2 separate regions of the Mus musculus genome follow, and region 2 is linked to region 1. A link is a contact called in public Hi-C data. All regions are on one chromosome and are shown on one strand. Each heading gives the region's core, a stretch centred on a gene start, on an enhancer-like site or on the middle of the called end of the contact. The rest is flanking DNA. Distances are from core to core; before and after follow the strand shown.

Region 1 (5,384 bases), core at 1,478-3,977:
TGGCTATCGATGGGTTGTTGGTTGTTGTTGGTCATGGTTTGTTAAGAAGTTATGTGAAAAGAAGAAAGAACAAGAAGAAGAAATTAGATATCCTACCAAAACTTGCCCCAAGGAACTCAATGCCCCTAATCAGTAGGAAGTAGTTTAACAATAACACTGCCCACTTTCTGACCTCTGACATTATTCAGTGATCTCTACCCTCTTTGTCCTCTAACCTTTTTCCTCTATTATTTAGTGTTAAGGGATTGAATGGGTGGAAGAAAGGGAGTGGAGAAGGGTGGAAAAAAAGAGGAAACCACTAAGTAGCAAACACCGGCTAAATGAATCTTCCAATTCCTGCATCCCTTTCAAGCTGTCTCCACCACCTCATTTTATAGATGATAAAGTAACAATCCTCCAAAACTCCAGAGAAAACAACTAAAATTATCAACAGGATGTATGAAAATGAACCAGAAAGACTAGAATAATCTGCAAAGAAAATATTAGGAGGGGTGTGTGCTTAGACTCCTTTAAAAGAGCACAGAGTGTGAAAGATGCTGTGTCACATGACGAACCTGCCAGCTGTAAGAGATACCCAGGTGAGGCAGGAGCTAATGCTGGTGTCTTAAAAAGGAAAACTGAAACTAGCAAGACTTGATGCTTGCCAATTTTGAGTCTCATTCTTTCCTCTCCTAAAGATTTATTGGAACTTGCTTTATGTCAATCAGTTAGGTAAGCTCTTATGTACCCAGACAAGATAAGACACGTCTCTGCCTATGACAGTAGGTTTCACTGAAGGGAATGAGAGCTACAGAAAAGTAGGCATGAGATAGTTACAAATGTGGTCCTAAGAGAATGGGGTTAATGAACTTCACACTGAGGTGACATTTGACCCAGACACTGAAGAATGGCTGTGGTTATGTCATTAGATAATGAGCAACAGAACATTCTAGACAGAGAAAAGCTTGAAAAAACAAATAGGGTGACAGAAACCAGTAAATATAAAGGCATACAAAGATAAGAGGTAGACTTAAAGGGGTTGTTCCTGCCCAGAAATAAGAAGTCCCTGGAAGCAAGACTCAGGAATTCATAAGTGAAAGGGCCATTAGCATCTTGGGCAGTGAGAGAACATGATTAGACTGGCATTTTAGAAATACAGCTTAAGCCAGGCAGTGGTGGTGCATGCCTTTAATCCCAGCACTCGGGAGGCAGAGGCAGGTGGATTTCTGAGTTTGAGGCCAGCCTGGTCTACAAAGTGAGTTCCAGGACAGCCAGGACTATATAGAGAAACCCTATCTCGACCCTACCCCCACCCCCAAAAAGAAATACAGCTTAGTGTTGGTTACCCTATGGGACTCATGTGACCTAGGCAAGATCTTTCTGCATTCAAAAATGATCTCATGAATTAATAAATTGTAGTAAATTAGAATACTTGACGACCCCAGCCCTGCTGAGGTCAATGACTTTAGAACACTATGACAGAGTAACACGTGTGCTGGTTTTATTTTTGCTGGGTTGCAGGCAGGGCCTGTGGATTGTGGGTAGAGTTTGCTGCCTTACTTGATCAGTTGTGGAATAAAGTCTTCATAGACTGGAGAAGTCTATGAGCATACTAAACACAAAGACAAAAACTGGAAGCTCTTATCCAGAAGGAAAGCATTCTCTTCTGCCTACATTGAACTTTTGTAAACTGCCTGATCTTTGCCCAGCCTGCCTTTCTTACCTGTGAGGGGTATGGAGCTGCTATTTGGAATCTGTCAAAGCTGTAGCGAATATGGAGGGCAGCATAGCAAGGTCAGGGAGAAAGAATCTAACATTTGACAGAGGCTGACCCCCGAGTATAGAGCAAATCATTTGGCTACTAGCTCAGAATGCATTTTAAAAATACAACAAATACAGGTTTGGGGGAGTAAAATATAATGGTCATCGACTCACTTCTGTTAATGTTTGCAGAAACGGGTATCACACCTGTCGGTAAAATGTATGCTGAAAAGGTGCTGAAGAGATTATTAGCACACCAAGAATTTTCACACCCAGACTGGAGATTGGGAAAGGAGAAGTAACAAGATTTAGGGAGGAAATTTGGAATAAGAGGCTGAGTGAGACAAGATCAAAGATGTTTTGTGAACACAAGTAAGTCACACAGAACCAGCGGGAAACTATTCCCAGTGATATTTGGGGATATTTGTTTGTGATTATCCTATCTTTTAAAGAAAGATTTCCTATTCACAGCTGCCACCATTTTATTAGGATACCCCAAAACTTGAAACTTCCTGATATCTGAATTAGTCTTTTTCTGATTACACACACACACACACACACTCCCCAAGTCTTGCGATTTACTTGACTTAGCTCCCAGTTTTAAATGCTCAGGCATGATGTCAAAATTAGTTTAGCGTGACCTCAAGGCATGGAAAAAAACAAAACAAAACAAAACAAAACAAACAAACAAAAAAAAAAAAACCCCAGAAAGGTAAAGAGTGTCTACAGTGTATCCTGAAGACAGCCTTCACAATGACCTAAAGGCTTCCCACTAGATCCTACTTCTTAAAGATACTCCCATCCCTTTAGCACTGCCTTGCAGGGAAACAAGTTCCCAACACATACAAGTTTGGGAAGAGTGAAATCTGATCCAAACCACAGAAAAGACAACATCTTAGCCAAGTTTACTCCACTGTTGCCAGCTGGTCTCCCTGACCTGGTTTTATACTCTTTGCCCTGTGTTGCTCCTGCTTTGGTATGAAATATGTCTGACTCATCATATCACGGGGCACTTGGGAATTCAGGCCTCCATGCGTGTCACTGTTGAGATGTGTCAATATAAACAAAAGAATAGGAATAGCCAAGAGCTAATAAAATGATTTTTTGGTTCTCTAATGATAGCAATTAAGTCAGAAGGATTGCTTCAAAGCACCTTAAAATTCCTAAAGGACGGGGGCTGGTGAAATGGCTCAGTGGGTAAGAGTACCCGACTGCTCTTCCGAAGGTCCGAAGTTCAAATCCCAGCAACCACATGGTGGCTCACAACCATCCGTAACAAGATCTGACACCCTCTTCTGGAGTGTCTGAAGACAGCTACAGTGTACTTACATATAATAAATAAAAAAAAAAAAAATTCCTAAAGGACAAAATTGCTCTGCCCCAAAGGCTGTGAAGTAAGATGAGCAGTTGCCTAACTTTGAAAAACATGCTACTCGCATTAGGAAACACTAGTCTTCCTTCTTCCTGCTGCCCTTGGAGTCAAGGAAAGGACACTTTGCTTGCTGAGGAAAATACTAAGCAGGTGAAACAGGTGATCCAGCAGGTCTTCCACAGTGGTAACTATACATCATCTAAATTTTCTAGAGCAGTAAAGTAGACTAACGGAAGATAAAGGGGTAAGGGAGAGTAATGGGCTATGTCAAGATATGCTCAAAATCTATTATATACTTGTATGTAACCCAATATAATACACAGTGACAAATAGAGCAGCGTGGTTAAAGGGCATGTTGTCTAACCTTCTGTGATACCTGGGTCTCTGTCTGTGGCTTCTTACTCATGTTACTGTACTATGTGCAAGTCTGGAAGACACAGAGTGCATATCAGTGCACACACTGCTAGTGGTGTTTGATGTCTGCCACTTTAGGAACCAGGAAATAGCCATGCAATGATCGTCAATTAATTTCTTTAAATCACTTTTTATCAGCAGACGAATCTTTGCAGGTCTATAAACTGCTACCACTTTAGGCAAAGGTAGTTCTAATTCTCCATTATTTTGCTGTAATAGACCTAGTGATAGCATTTACCCTACCAAGGGGCACCTTTTCTGCAGCCTAGCTCTGCACATGGAGAAATAGGCATTATAAAGCCACTCTGATCTGGCTCTGCTCTGTCCATCCATATATAGAGCCTTTGGTGCATTTAAATTGCTTTTTGCAGCAGTTGAAGGGATCAATAGCTCTTAGACTCTTTAAGGAACGAATAATATACAAGATGGACATTTTAAGCTCTTTAGAAAATATATTCATGAGGTCATCCTGTTTCCCTTGGTACCCAACTTTGCTAGTGACATTTATTAATGTTTTTGCAGCAAACAGGAGGTGGAGTCCTCTAAAGGCTCTCGTCTCTGTTCTTCCAGAAAATATTGATTTTATTACAAGAATTGGGGGTTGGGCAGTGTTAGAAAAAAATAGATGCTCAAAGAAAAAAAAAGAAATCTTACAAAGGATAACTTAGCTCAAAGCTGGCTTGACAAAGTAACATTCTCTAAATTGCTTTGTACCACTTGATAGAGACAATTTCTTCTGATTTTCCCTTTGAACAATTTCATACCCTTTATGAGAACTTGCTTTAAGAATGTTATGTTCCTAATGGTAATACAGGACTTTCCACTGAATCTTTGTATTGGCGAGAGAGGACAGCTTCACACCGCCACAGACTTGGAAAGCATTTGAAATTCCAATTAATTAGGGTTAATTAACTACATGTTTGGTAAAACCACTCTGAGATGCCAGACCGGGGGGAAAATAACTGCTACTTGATAGCTGCTTTAAAGAAAAGGCTGGAAACCATGAGAAAGCTCAGTCTGACTCACAGAAGTCTGGGTGTATTGGGGTGTGTGATTAAGTTGGAAAGAAATCAAGTACTGGGATGACTTTCCTCCAAAAGGGGGAGGTGATTAATTCTGTGGACACTCTTTCATTAAACTGATATCTCATAAGACTTCAGACAATAGAAATGTGGCTGGGTGCGTAGGGCCTGACTGGTTAGAGGTGAGGTCCTTGGGTACCCATGTGCCCATACATATTGGAGACAGAGGTCCCAGGTGCTCTAAGGCACTAAAAGACCACAGTAGCAAAGGCAAGCCCTGCTCCCTTTCCCATGCCTCTGACAGACCTGAGCTGATACTGTAACATGTGGCTCATAGCCCCAAAAGGGTATTATCCAGTCCTCAAAGCACTTTTGTCAATGGATGGTACTATTTAGGAACACTTGGAGATGAATTAATTTTTTAATGAAAATTCAGTTACTGAGATTTTGTTGAAAAAACATTTCCATTTGATACTAGTCAGCCCTTGGGAGTCTGCAGGAGCCCTCTCCAGGCCCACTATCCCTCCTGCAGACGTTGATTTTCTTACTATTTTCGTAAACTCACATTCAGAATAACATACCTGTGTGCAGTGTACCAACAAGGCTAAATGAACGGGTGTCTAAACATTGGGTAGCCCCTTGTCGTAATGTATGGACCAGCTTTTGCTGCCCACCATCGTCCTCTTGCTCTTCTTTCTGACAGTGTGTCCAGACTATTGGAGGACCTCTTTGTCTTCAAGGTTTCCCAGTCTCACTAAATTACTTTGAAACCCCCAACTGTTATGAATAATAACACATTATCTAACAGCCTCTGTTGCTCTACCATAAAGTCTCTA
Region 2 (5,384 bases), core at 1,922-4,421, 880 kb before region 1:
TAGCTAAATCCAAATTTCAGATTTACAAAACAGATTTGTGGATAATAAATTTGCAGAATGTGGTGACTATACCCTTAACAACAAGAGTTACCTAAGAGGTGTGTGTGTGTGTGTGTGTGTGTGTGTGTGTGTGAGTGTGTGAGTGTGTGTGTGTGTGTGTGTGTGTGAGTGTGTGTGTGTGTGTGTGTGCGTGTGTGTGTGTGTGTGTGAGTGTGTGTGTGTGTGTGTGAGTGTGTGTGTGTGTGTGTGAGTGTGTGTGTGTGTGAGTGTGTGTGTGTGTGTGTGAGTGTGTGTGTGTGAGTGTGTGTGCGTGTGTGAGTGTGTGTGTGTGTGTGTGTGAGTGTGTGTGAGTGTGTGTGTGTGTGTGTGAGTGTGTGTGTGTGTGTGTGCGCGTGTGTGTGTGTGTGAGTGTGTGTGTGTGTGTGTGAGTGTGTGTGTGTGTGTGTGTGTGAGTGTGTGTGTGTGTGTGAGTGTGTGTGTGTGTGTGTGTGAGTGTGTGTGTGTGTGAGTGTGTGTGTGTGTGTGTGTGTGTGAGTGTGTGTGTGTGTGTGTGAGTGTGTGTGTGTGTGAGTGTGTGTGTGTGTGTGTGTGAGTGTGTGTGTGTGTGTGTGAGTGTGTGAGTGTGTGTGTGTGTGTGTGTGAGTGTGTGTGTGTGTGTGTGTGTGTGTGTGTGAGTGTGTGTGTGAGTGTGTGTGTGTGTGTGTGTGTGTGTGTGTGTGTGAGTGTGTGTGTGTGTGATATTAGCACTGAAATGCAGGTATAAAAGAAGTTTGCTCTGTGCTCCGGTCGGTCCTCCCTGCTGTGTACTCACCAGCCGGCTGTGATCTGACACAGAGATGCTGTTGGGGTGTACCTCAAGGCTCATGCACTGGCTGATACTGGCAGCAAATCGATTTGCTTCCCAGGCCCGTTGGCATTTGTCTCTTCGGGAGCACCTACATGAACACAAATTCATAAGAGGTCATGGCTCCACTGTCCCTGTGGTAAGAGTATATTGCTGCCCCAGCACTATACCTTGTTGCCTTGTGATGACTTTCACTGTATTCTCAGGTATCCACTGTCACATGTAGCTAATGTTATTTCACAGAAAGGGGTATTAATTCCAAGCCAAGATGCTGGTTAGGTATAAAGAACACCATGTGGAATGCTTAGGTAAGAAATTTGGGGTACTTAAGAAGGACAGCTCTGAACATGAACCCTACAACTAGAGTGTAAGTCTCTAATACCAGGCCTGTTACCTGCTAGCTGGGTCTCGCTGGTCTAGTTACTTAATCTTTCTCTTCTCTGTTTTCTCATCCTTAAATTAGCAAGGATGATAATACCCTACTTTGTAAGGCTACTCTAAGAGTAAAGTGCAGAAGTACTCAGAATGCAGCCTGGCATTTAGTGGATGTATCCTCATGCTAGCCCTTGAAATACTGAAATTAATAATAATGATGAATAACATTATCATTTACCCCCTAGGGTGTTAACAGGCAAGGGTCTTTGTTGTGAGACAGGATGCATATGATGGTTTGCTGGATTAATAGTTCTTTAAGAGAAGAATCCACGTTTTATTCAATGAGATATTCTACCTGTCACATGCTATATTTTAAATGAATGTTTGTGTCATGAAATAATGCCTTAAGTCAGAGACAAATAAAGCAGGTATCCAGGGTTGCTTGTGTCAGAAAGCCTACATGGCCATTTCTTCTGAAATCATCTCTGGCTTCACAAGGTCCTCATTCCATGGTGGCAGGTAAGTGAGGTGTTGCCTGAACTCAGAAGCTTAGGGCTACTACCTGCTGTGTCTTATGGGACAGGCTCAGGGCCAGTGTAGCTCCAAACCAAATAGTCACATAGTACAGTACTACATAGTCAAACAGTATTTCCTACTCTGAGTACCCAAGCTCCTCCCCTCTTTCCTTCCAAGTACATAATGGATTCAAATGTGAGTGCTGTCAAAGGAAGAATTATGGGGGTTTAAGTGAATCCTTATGATGGCTTTAAAGTGAGCTCTTGACTAGAGCCTTTATCTCATTGACTAACTGAAATGACTCTATTTGAAAGAATCATACTATTTATGGCAACAACTCTAACAGAGATAAATAGTCTGGGAGACAATAACACTTGTAGGGGCAAACAATACAGAAGCGACAGGAGGGTTTGAATCTCCTGGGACCCAGAGGTTCTGTTATCAGCCCTCTGCCTCAATCCTCTACTGCTTTAGAAGAGGCTGGCTTTCAGGCCTGAGGCTGAAGTTGCTGGGTCCTCGTGGTCCTGCTAGATGGGCAGTCTTGGGGTAGGTGGGAGAAGAGTGCAAGAGGGTCTCCTGAAGATATGAATGCCAGGTAATGAGAAACCTGCATACAACAGGTGCAGCTCCTACCCCCAGGCAAGCTTGCTAGGTAGAATGGCTGGAAGGTGTGTACCCAGGGAGGTGGGGAAGATTCCCTGAAGATAAGTGAGGAGTTGAGTGAGCAGAGGAAATCTGGGCTATCTTGATAAGAGTTCCATCCTTCTAGAAGACACAGCTGACCTGGATCAGGAGAAGGATGAGGTGTTCTAGGGTAGTTGAGAGATGGGGTCATTACTGATCTAATAATAGATGCTGATATAAGCTGGAGAAAATAAACAGTAACTCCAATCTGTAATTCTACTGCATTCTTTCTATATATGCAGAGTGTAACAGGCACTGAAGCCTGGAGAGAAAGGCAGGGAGGGAAGATGGAGCAGGATGTATGTACATGGGACAGGTGAATAACTATTGCAGAGTGTGAGGGTCTAAAGCCTGGGCATTTCTATGTATCTATGAGTGAGGGTCTAAAGCCTGGGCATTTCTATGTAGCTCATTCTCTGTATTCTCAGAGAAAGAGCCTGCAGATTCTTGGGTCAGGCACACTGAAACTTGACAAATTTACCAGCTTTTCCATTCCTGTAGCAGAGTTGCTGGCTCTGGCATCTTGACCCCCTGACTGATTTACATGATAACTTACTGTCCAGGTTTTGTTGATGTCACTTTTGTAACACTTTTTCAGAAGTCCCTTACCTCCAAAACCCAAGCAGAGACTCAATCCTTTGTTAGTGGACTTAAATCCAGTCCAGATTTTGCATCTGTGAAGCCTCCCTTCCTCCCTCTCTCCAGAGCCCTCCCAACACCTGCTGCAGAGGCTGAAAGCCAAGAGCTATTGTGCAGGACCCTGAACTCTGGCCCTCTGCCTCCGCCTCCACCCCAAACCCAGCACATTTCATAGAAACGCTTTGCTAGCTGGCATGGCGCCATGGAGTTTCCATCACTATTGGGCAACAGAATCCCTAGCCAGGCTCCCGTTTTAGGGCTTTCACCCTTTTTCTCTTCCTCTGGGGCTCCTCGAATTAGGAAGTTTAAGTGTGATTTTGCATTTCTATTGAGCTGTTGTTCAATGGTGGGGATGTATTTGAATAGGAATATGTGGCCAGTTGGATGCAGTGCAGACTTCTTGGAATCATGAAATAAAGAGGCCAGAAGGGTCCTCCCAAGGGTACAGAGACCTTAATAATTATTTTGATTTGTATTGCCTCTTCATTATTTCCAAAGCACTTATTATTTCATTTAGGTTTCACAGTTCACCTGTGAAATAGGCAAAGGAGAAATGGAGACCCAGAGTTGTCAGGGGACCCACCTAGGGTCACACAGCAGCAAGCTGGAGTGCAAATTCCAAGTTCTGGCGTCCTACCATCTGGTCTGTAAGCCTTAGCCCAGCTTCTTGTCCAGACAATGCAAGAGGCTTTGGGAAGTTTTAGGATTCTACAGTTGCCCTGTGACTTTTCACAATCACATGAGAACACAGTCATGTGGTTTTAAAGTTGCTGAGAGGATGAGCAAAGAACTGCATGCAGGAAGCAAATCCTGTGGCCTCTCACTATCTTCCACATTGTGTCTCATTTATAATCTCTACTGTTCAAAAGAGGGAAATTCCTTTACTGTCCAGTCAACCACACCAGGAAACCCCCAGTCTTCTGCATGCTAGGACCACCTCTGAACACCACAAACTTACATGTTGTGCAGGGCACACCAGCCACAGTGAGGATCCCCTGAGCTTAGACACTCTCCACAAGTTGTATACTGTTCACATGATTCAACAGGGACCCTGGTGACCTGGCAGAGAGAGGAAAAGGAACATGGGAAGGTCATGTTGTGACAAATTGAAGATACATTTCAAAATTCTCTCCTTTATTCCCCCTAAGGTATTTCCATCTCATTGTGGGCAAATCTGAAGAGGCTAACCCTAAACAGGAAGTATCTCAATGGTCGCTCCAGACTCTTTGATTTTTACCAAGGGTAGAAAGAAAATCCTCCAGCCTATTGCTTCTTTCTATCAGTGTCTTTTCGAGAGCCTGACAAGTGTTGAAAATGGTTAATTCTGCTAAAAGGCTATTGAGTGGCACAAACTCATCTCTGAAGAGCTTTCAGCTGGGCTTGGGCTGAGACATCCTTCCTGCACTGCACACATGGGGTGGGGGAAGAAACTTTTCCCATGAAATAATATTCATAGCCAACCAAGTGTACCACCTGGATCCAATTATCCCATTCTCTGATGTCTGCATTCAGTTTCTCTAGTAAATCTCCCATTCTTTGGAAAGTCTGGCAAAATGGGAATCTCCACAGAGAAGAGCTGCCTGTTTGATTCTGCTTTGCCTGGTTAGTGGGAAATTGCAGATCAAGCACACCCCCCCCCTTGCAAACCCCCTTTAAAAAGCCTAGCTTTTGAAAGCCCTCCTGGTTTTCTGGAGGAGCCTGGGCAAGCTCCTGAGTAGGGTGCGTGTGGACACCACTCTCCTGCACCTGCCCAGCACATGTGACAACAAAGGCCAAGCAAAAGGGCTAGAGGGTTGGAGTTTTCCATTTGACATATCTTAGGTGTCTGTTGCTGGCTGGGTAAGAGGCTTCTGAGTTGCAAACATGCATGCTGGGTTGGAAATACAAATTCATTTGCTAGGCCATAAAGGACTGTCACCTACTAGAAGTGTGAGCCCAGGTGAAAATGTGACCTGCAGCCAGCCCAGTGACAACATTCTGCTACTGGCAGGAAAATACAGATCTAAGGGGAGCATGTTCACAAAATCCTTTCCAGAGGATTAGCATGGATCTAACATGGTAAACTCAGGGGAAACTGATTGAATGCCAGTTCTGTGGCAGCCTTGATGTTCAGCTATAGAGAATCCACAACAAATGGCACAGAATCAGCCAGTACAAAGCCCAACAGTTCACAGGAGTCCACAGTTCCCTAACTGAGATTTGCTCTGTGTGTTGCTCAGTATTGGTGTGAGCACTAAGTGCTGTGGGAGCTCAGATGAAGGGCATTCAGGCTAATCTGTCAAAAATATGGAGACAGAGGTTAAGGGCAAGTCTTCAAAGATGAGAA

Evidence for each region. Hi-C and Micro-C count contacts between places; a contact is called where the count stands out from the background.
Region 2: a contact with region 1 is called in a Hi-C map of muscle stem cells, with 2.1 times the contacts expected there. The contact joins two enhancer-like sites. A contact is called at or near these places in 1 of 484 Hi-C or Micro-C datasets (muscle stem cells) and 1 of 115 datasets of contacts at active chromatin or transcription factors (astrocytes).

The regions. Positions count from the first base shown.
Region 1 is chr1:193,868,249-193,873,632 of GRCm38.p6, reverse strand. No RefSeq gene overlaps it. Among named protein-coding and RNA genes, the nearest start is that of Gm31870, 220 kb to the right of the region's middle. Within about 2 kb of position 2,727, at least 27 of the 459 cell types and tissues checked have an H3K27ac peak or open chromatin away from gene starts, as enhancers often do. A contact at or near this core is called in muscle stem cells, where this site is marked.
Region 2 is chr1:194,744,863-194,750,246 of GRCm38.p6, reverse strand. Plxna2 (plexin A2) reads right to left here. Exons shown (of 32, transcript NM_008882.2): 5 at 4,017-4,117; 6 at 812-935. Among named protein-coding and RNA genes, the nearest start is that of Gm46202, 28 kb to the right of the region's middle. Within about 2 kb of position 3,171, at least 74 of the 459 cell types and tissues checked have an H3K27ac peak or open chromatin away from gene starts, as enhancers often do. A contact at or near this core is called in muscle stem cells, where this site is marked.